Linked DNA regions of Delphinus delphis: region 1 is linked to region 2. A link is a contact called in public Hi-C data. All regions are on one chromosome and are shown on one strand. The core of a region is the stretch at or near the end of the contact, and the rest is flanking DNA. Distances in the headings are between cores, read along the strand shown.

What was found. A called contact is a pair of places that touch in the nucleus more often than the background predicts.
Region 1: a Hi-C map of lung shows a contact between it and region 2, with 4 times the contacts expected there. The contact joins the promoter of WBP4 here to the promoter of NAA16 in region 2. A contact is called at or near these places in 2 of 3 Hi-C or Micro-C datasets (lung and muscle).

Annotation. Positions count from the first base shown.
Region 1 is chr18:25,126,869-25,129,657 of mDelDel1.2, reverse strand. WBP4 (WW domain binding protein 4) reads left to right here and starts at 1,323. Exons shown (of 11, transcript XM_059995558.1): 1 at 1,323-1,633; 2 at 2,625-2,697. The coding sequence starts at 1,632. ELF1 (E74 like ETS transcription factor 1) reads right to left here and starts at 1,295. Exons shown (of 9, transcript XM_059995554.1): 1 at 822-1,295. TRNAE-UUC (transfer RNA glutamic acid (anticodon UUC)) reads right to left here and starts at 791; the gene lies at 720-791.
Region 2 is chr18:24,909,680-24,912,850 of mDelDel1.2, reverse strand. It overlaps NAA16 (N-alpha-acetyltransferase 16, NatA auxiliary subunit), which reads left to right and starts at 1,767. Exons shown (of 20, transcript XM_059995524.1): 1 at 1,767-1,901. The coding sequence starts at 1,848. MTRF1 (mitochondrial translation release factor 1) reads right to left here and starts at 1,875. Exons shown (of 12, transcript XM_059995532.1): 1 at 1,754-1,875.

The sequences.
Region 1 (2,789 bases), core at 74-2,573, 220 kb before region 2:
CGATGTCAAGTTGGGATGACCTCGCAGGCCGGCCTCGGGGCGGGGCTCGGGCGCCGCGGGAGCCCGGGGTGGACACGCGGCCAATCCGGCTGCCGCGGGCAGCTGCGCGGTCAGGAGAGCGCACCCGCGGGCACCGAGGATCTCCGGACAGCCCTCGGCGCCTCCCCGCGCCCCCCCCCCCGCCAGGGGGCTGCTTTGTGTCGGGGGTGTTTCTAGTCAACACCCGGCCGAGACAACGGGGCTCCAAGCCGGGCGCGGGCTCCCGGGCGCCGAGGGCAGGGGGCAACACGCCCCGCTTCGCTTGGGACCGTCAGAAGGGGCCGGCCGAGGAGGAGGGTGTGGGCCCGAGGGGGGCACTGGGGACAGATAAGGAGAAGCCAGAGTTAATCATCACCTCCCGAGCGCTTGGAAAGGGACGGCCGGGGGCCGGAGGGGCGGGAGGGCGGCCCCGGGGAAAGTGAAACTCCTTCCCGGCAGCTCAGCCCCGCCAGCCTCCGGCAGGAGGAGAGGAACCCTGAGTACACTCGCTCCTCCAGCCCGCCCGGCGCGGCACTCGTGTCTCCCAAAGCCGCAGCCCAGTTCACGGCGTCATTAACAACTACTCGAACGCGCGTTTTCCACGAAATCACCTGGGGTAGGGGGCAGGAAAAAAGAGCCAGAGCCACTGGAAATAAAAATGAGTTAGTCCCCCCTGTCCACTTCTAAAAAGAGATACACCGTTCCCATACCGGGAGTCGAACCCGGGCCGCCTGGGTGAAAACCAGGAATCCTAACCGCTAGACCATATGGGAAGTGCTGCTGAGAAAGCTGCGGTGACTCACCTGACAAGCGCAAACGCCGCCGCTCCCCAGCTCCACCGCCCACCGCCACTCCAGCCGCCGCCGCCTCTGCGCCACCCGAGTCGCTACCGCCGCTGCCCACGCGCTCGCGAGCCAGGGAACGCGCCCGACCCGAGCGCGCGGGCGTCCGGGGGGCGGGGCTGGGTCGCTCCACCGCCTCAGGAAAGTTCTGAGGCAAGGCCGAGCCAAGCGACTCTCGGCTCCGAAACCAGCTGTTTCACCTCTTTTTTTTTAACTCCGCCAACGGCCCCCAGCCTACAGGTCCGGGCTGCTCTGCTGGTCAAAGTGCGTGCGGACTAGTTGGCAAAGTTGAGGGCGGCGACGTCTCTGGGAACAGCTGTTTGCGTTCGGGGCGGAGGCGTCGCGCGAGCTCCTCGGCCACGAGCCAGCGAGCCTAGAAGAAGGGTGGAGGTTCTGGATCTCAGGGAAAAAAAGAGAAGGCGGGATAACGCGGGGACGTGAGGCTTGAGCTTCCCGTCTCTCAGCTCAGGTCCCGTCGCGCTTTCGCCCCTTCTCCGTGACCTCAACCCGTTTATAGCAACCCCACCTCTCCGGAGCCGGGAGTACCGCCCCTGGAGGGGGAGGGGAAGGAGAGGAAATTTCGAACGCGGATTGAGTCGTCTGGGCACCCGTAGTTGGGAACCGTGGAACACTGGTCCGGGGGAAGAAGGGAGGTGTCCGGGCTCGGAGGCTGCGGTGGGCCTCGCGGTGAGCTGGGCTCCGACTCGTCCCGCGTGGGGAACGCGAGCCTCAGCCGGGCCCGGAGCGACCCGCGGAGCGGCTGGTCCTGTCATGTGAGTCGGGTCTCAGGCTCTAAACAACGAGGTCTTGTTTCTCCGGGCGGCCCTTTCCCCCTCCGGGTCTCTAGCTCCGCCACCACCCCTCTCCCCCCGCCCTCGGCCGGGGGGCGTGACGGACGCTCCTTTAACTCGCTCGGGGTCTGCAGCGGACAGGCGGGGCCTGTTTTCTGGGCGGGGTGGGGATGCTACCCCGCAGAGCGCCCTGGGGGCCTGGAGCACGGGCTCTGGGAGGGAGGCTGGCGGCCCCTGGAGGTTGGACGGCCGCCGCAAAGCGACGGAGCGCTCCCGCCACCTACACGGTTGGGGGCCGAGAGCATCCTTCTGGTTTCTGTAGCGCTTGAACCGTGGGGTATTGTGAAATTGTAGGGTTGGGCTGCGGCCACCGCTGCCTCCTCCGCCTACTAGAAGCGGCCAGCCTTGGTTAGCCTATGAATTTATTTTTTATTTTTTGGTCTTGCCGGCCGAGGGATCCTTTGGCTTTTCTAATTCTCTTTTGCCATGAGGCTCAAGAACAAACTGTATTAACTGATAGTCTCAGAGGAACCACGGCCTCCCACCAGAGGTGTCTTATGTTTTGTTCTTTGGGTAGAAATAACTTGATTTAAAGTGAACTTTATGAGTTTCTTCATGTTTCAATTAACAGTAATCTCCAAAAATGCCAGAAAGGAATGGAAAGAATAGATAATCTTCTCCAAGATGTTCCTTATTTCTTCACATTGATGACAGTAACAAATGAGGCATTTTTTAAAAAGCTATTTTGTTTAAGGGCGTTTTAAATCCGTTGCAGACTTTTTCCACTCTACTGGCAACAGAATTTCAGTTGACTGATTTCATTCAGCTAAATAATAAAGCAGGGTGCTGTGTGTAACAAGTCAAGATTCAGTAGCAGAGGCTTATATTTTGGCCTTTTTAAGAAGTTGTAAATCATGCAAAAATTTACCTTTTTAAATTGTAAATAAACTTAAACTTGTTTTTCCTTTTCCAGGGCAGACTACTGGAAGTCCCAACCAAAGAAATTCTGTGATTACTGCAAGTGCTGGATAGCGGACAATAGGCCTGTATGATAATTTCTCTATTAAAGATTCTCATAATATTGTATTCATGTGAAATGTTCCTTTTTGATCTAAACTCAGAGCTTACAAAACAGTTT
Region 2 (3,171 bases), core at 518-3,017:
CACTCACTGATAGGGTTTTGATATGAGTCTGCAAGCAACTGATTTATTGTGGTCTCTGTGCAGCCAAACCTCTCTGCTAAGGATAATCTGTATTTGCAGCCGCTCCCCAGCGCTAGCATCACTGCCTCAGCTCCACCTCAGATCATCAGGCATCAGATTCTCATCAAGGAGGGTGAAGCCTAGATCCCTCGCATGCGCATTTCACAGTAGGGTTTGCCCTCCTATAAGAATCTAATGCGGCCGCTGATGGAGCTCAGGCGGCAATGGGAGCAATAAGGCCCGGCTGTAAACACAGATGAAGCTTCACTCACCTGCCGCTCACCTCCTGCTGTGCAGCCAGGTTCCTAATAGGAAACGGACTGTTACCGGTCTGTGGCCCGGGGGTTGGGGACCCCTGGTCTAGGAGACCACCACCAGCTCAGGTGCCACTCAGCCAAGCTTCCCATGAAGCCCTCTTTGCCTACTTCCTCTAATAGCTTGTGGAGCCTAGTTTCTGTCTAGAACACATAGGCCCTTCTGGACCTCCCCCGTTTTAATAACAGTCCCTTCCTTATTTTAAAAGTGAGGTAATTCCCTGTCAGTCCAGTGGTTAGGACTCTGCACTTTCACTGCTGAGGGTGCGCGTCTGATCCATGGCCGGGGAACTAGTATCTGGCAAACCCTGCAGAGGGGCCAAAAAAAAGACTGAGGTGATACTTTCTCCCATCTCCGACCAACTCAGGCTACAGGGAAAAAAAATCAAGTAAGCCCGACCCAGTTCTGATTACAGCCCATTAAATGCAACTATGCATCAATTACCCTGTAGTCTCACAAACATGCACAAATGAAGATCCAGAACATGTATAAGTTTATGTACCTAATATTTACATATACCTTAATATTAAACCTACACCGTATGTACGGCTATTCTTGTCAACAATGTATGTCCAGATCTTTCTAGACTCACACATTTCTGTCACTATGCTGCCTTTCATGTATGGTAGAAAGCGCCTCAGAGTTGGAAGATCCTGGGTTTGAATCTTTTTTCTTTCATTATTATAGGGCTTGTATAAAGGAGAACCACCTGAGGAGAAAGCGTAGGTAGACCTGGGGAATCAGGCGCCCCATAAAACCACCGTAATTCTCACTGACAATGTTAGGTGTTCAAAACTGCTGAGAATATTTTTCTCTGACATTTCAAACGTGCTTTCACATTAGCCCTTTTCAAGTCCTGCCCAGTGACCTCACGTACGTTGTCAATACTTCTTTGCTCTGCCCTGGAGAGAAAAGGCTTCTCTCAAAGACTAAGTCGAGGGAGAAAATAAGGAAAACAAGTTCGTCCTACATCAAGAAATTTACTTTGTGTCCAGCACTGTTTAAATTCCTGACTGGAGAGAAATCAAAAAAGTCAGATTCTGATATAACTAACATTATCTTGGGCCAGAAGCCTAACAACCAAAGCACAGTACAAGGCAGCGACTTACGAACGGCTACGGTGCAAGCTCCCTACCCGGAGCCTCGGTGCAGGTGACAGAAGCGACCGCCTGACACAGGGCCCCAGTTCCTCGCCGCGGGGCGCCCTGCGCATGCGCACGCCGCCTCGCTCGAGGGGGGCGGGTCCTAGCTGCCATCTTGCCCCGTACGGGAGCCGCCGCCGCTTACCCCAAAGCAAGGCTGGGGCTGAAGGGTATCCTACCCAGACCGGCTTCCTTTTCCATTGCCAGCCCTGCTCGGCAGCTCTGCCCAGGCTGCTCAGCCCCAAGTATGAACTGACCCGTCGCCCGCAGCACGACTCTTAGCCGCGGCTCGTCCCGGTGCCCATCTCGCGAAACGGAGCGCGCGGGCACCCAGCCTCCTCTCCAGCCGCGATGCCGAACGTGCAGCTGCCGCCAAAGGAGAGCAACCTCTTCAAACGCATCTTGGTAAGTGGCCAGTGGCTGCGCCGCCCACCCCTGGCAGCCCCGGACCCGGCGCGGCGAGCTGTCTGGCGGCGATGGCGCCTGCGCGGCTGGGCCCGGCCCCCCTGGGTTCTTTGTTTGTGCGCGAACCCGCACGGCCCTACCCCTGCCTCGCAGGGCCCGCCACCCCGCTCTCCTCCCTCCCTCCGCGGCCGCTCCTTCCAGAATCTTCCCGCCGCAGTCACCCTGGGCCTGGGCGCGCCGGCCGGGAGTGGCCCGTGCCCTCTGCGGCGCCTGGCGGCCGGCCTCGCGACCTCCTCCCCCCGGTCCACCCCAGTTACTTTTGCCAGCATCCCTGCGTCCAGGTGTTCGTTCACTGCCTTACGTGGAATCTATTGCACAGCGCACCTCGACACCTTTGAAAGCGGGAGCGATCCTGTAATGGGATGGGATCCGATTTATACCGGTTACGGGAAACTAAAACCCCGGAGACTCATCCTCCCGTTGGTAGAGAGTTTGCCTATTTTTGGTGTGTCGTACTAAGCCTCTTTGGGAAGTACGTGACTCGAAGTGCATTTCTAAGTTCAAAAGCCGAACATAGCTCTGATTGTTTTTAACTCGTACAGGCCCTGTAAGTGGTTAAAGCCGCGCGGACTGGCTGGTATTGCACTTGAGGGGTGCATTTACTTTGATTCCGAGCAGAAACCTGAATAATGGTCCCGTAATGATGACGGCTGCCGGGTGGAGAGGGGAGTTTTCTGTGGGTTATATGTCACCGTCCTGGTACCTTAATGGTTTTCCAGGGAGGAGGGGCAACATGCCTTTGCTTTTCTCAGTAGACACTGGAGACTGATTGTCTTTCATCTGAAAACCAGCGTTTAGATTTTAAGGGTGAATTTATTAATCAGAGCTTGTGTTGGTTATATGACCATTAGCTGTTGCTTACCTTTATTATATATAAAATAAAGTATAAGCAATTGCAGATAAAAAAAAATCATAGTAGCCGTTCTGTTTCAAGCCAAATAGAAACGTCACACTTAGTCTTCAGAATGTTACAAAAGCTACATAGTAAATGGGATGAAAATTTTGTCTTAATTTTATATGGTGCTTAGTGTTGCGCAAATGATGAGAAACGAGTGTAAAAACATAAATCTAATTAAAGCATTGTGGCAGATTGCTTCATTCGACTTTGCATATATTTTTTCTTTATTTTACTTTCATTTTTCTCATACCCTTGTATTTTTCGCAGTGTGGAATTGGAGAAGTGAACTTTTTTGCCCCTTTTGGGTGGGGT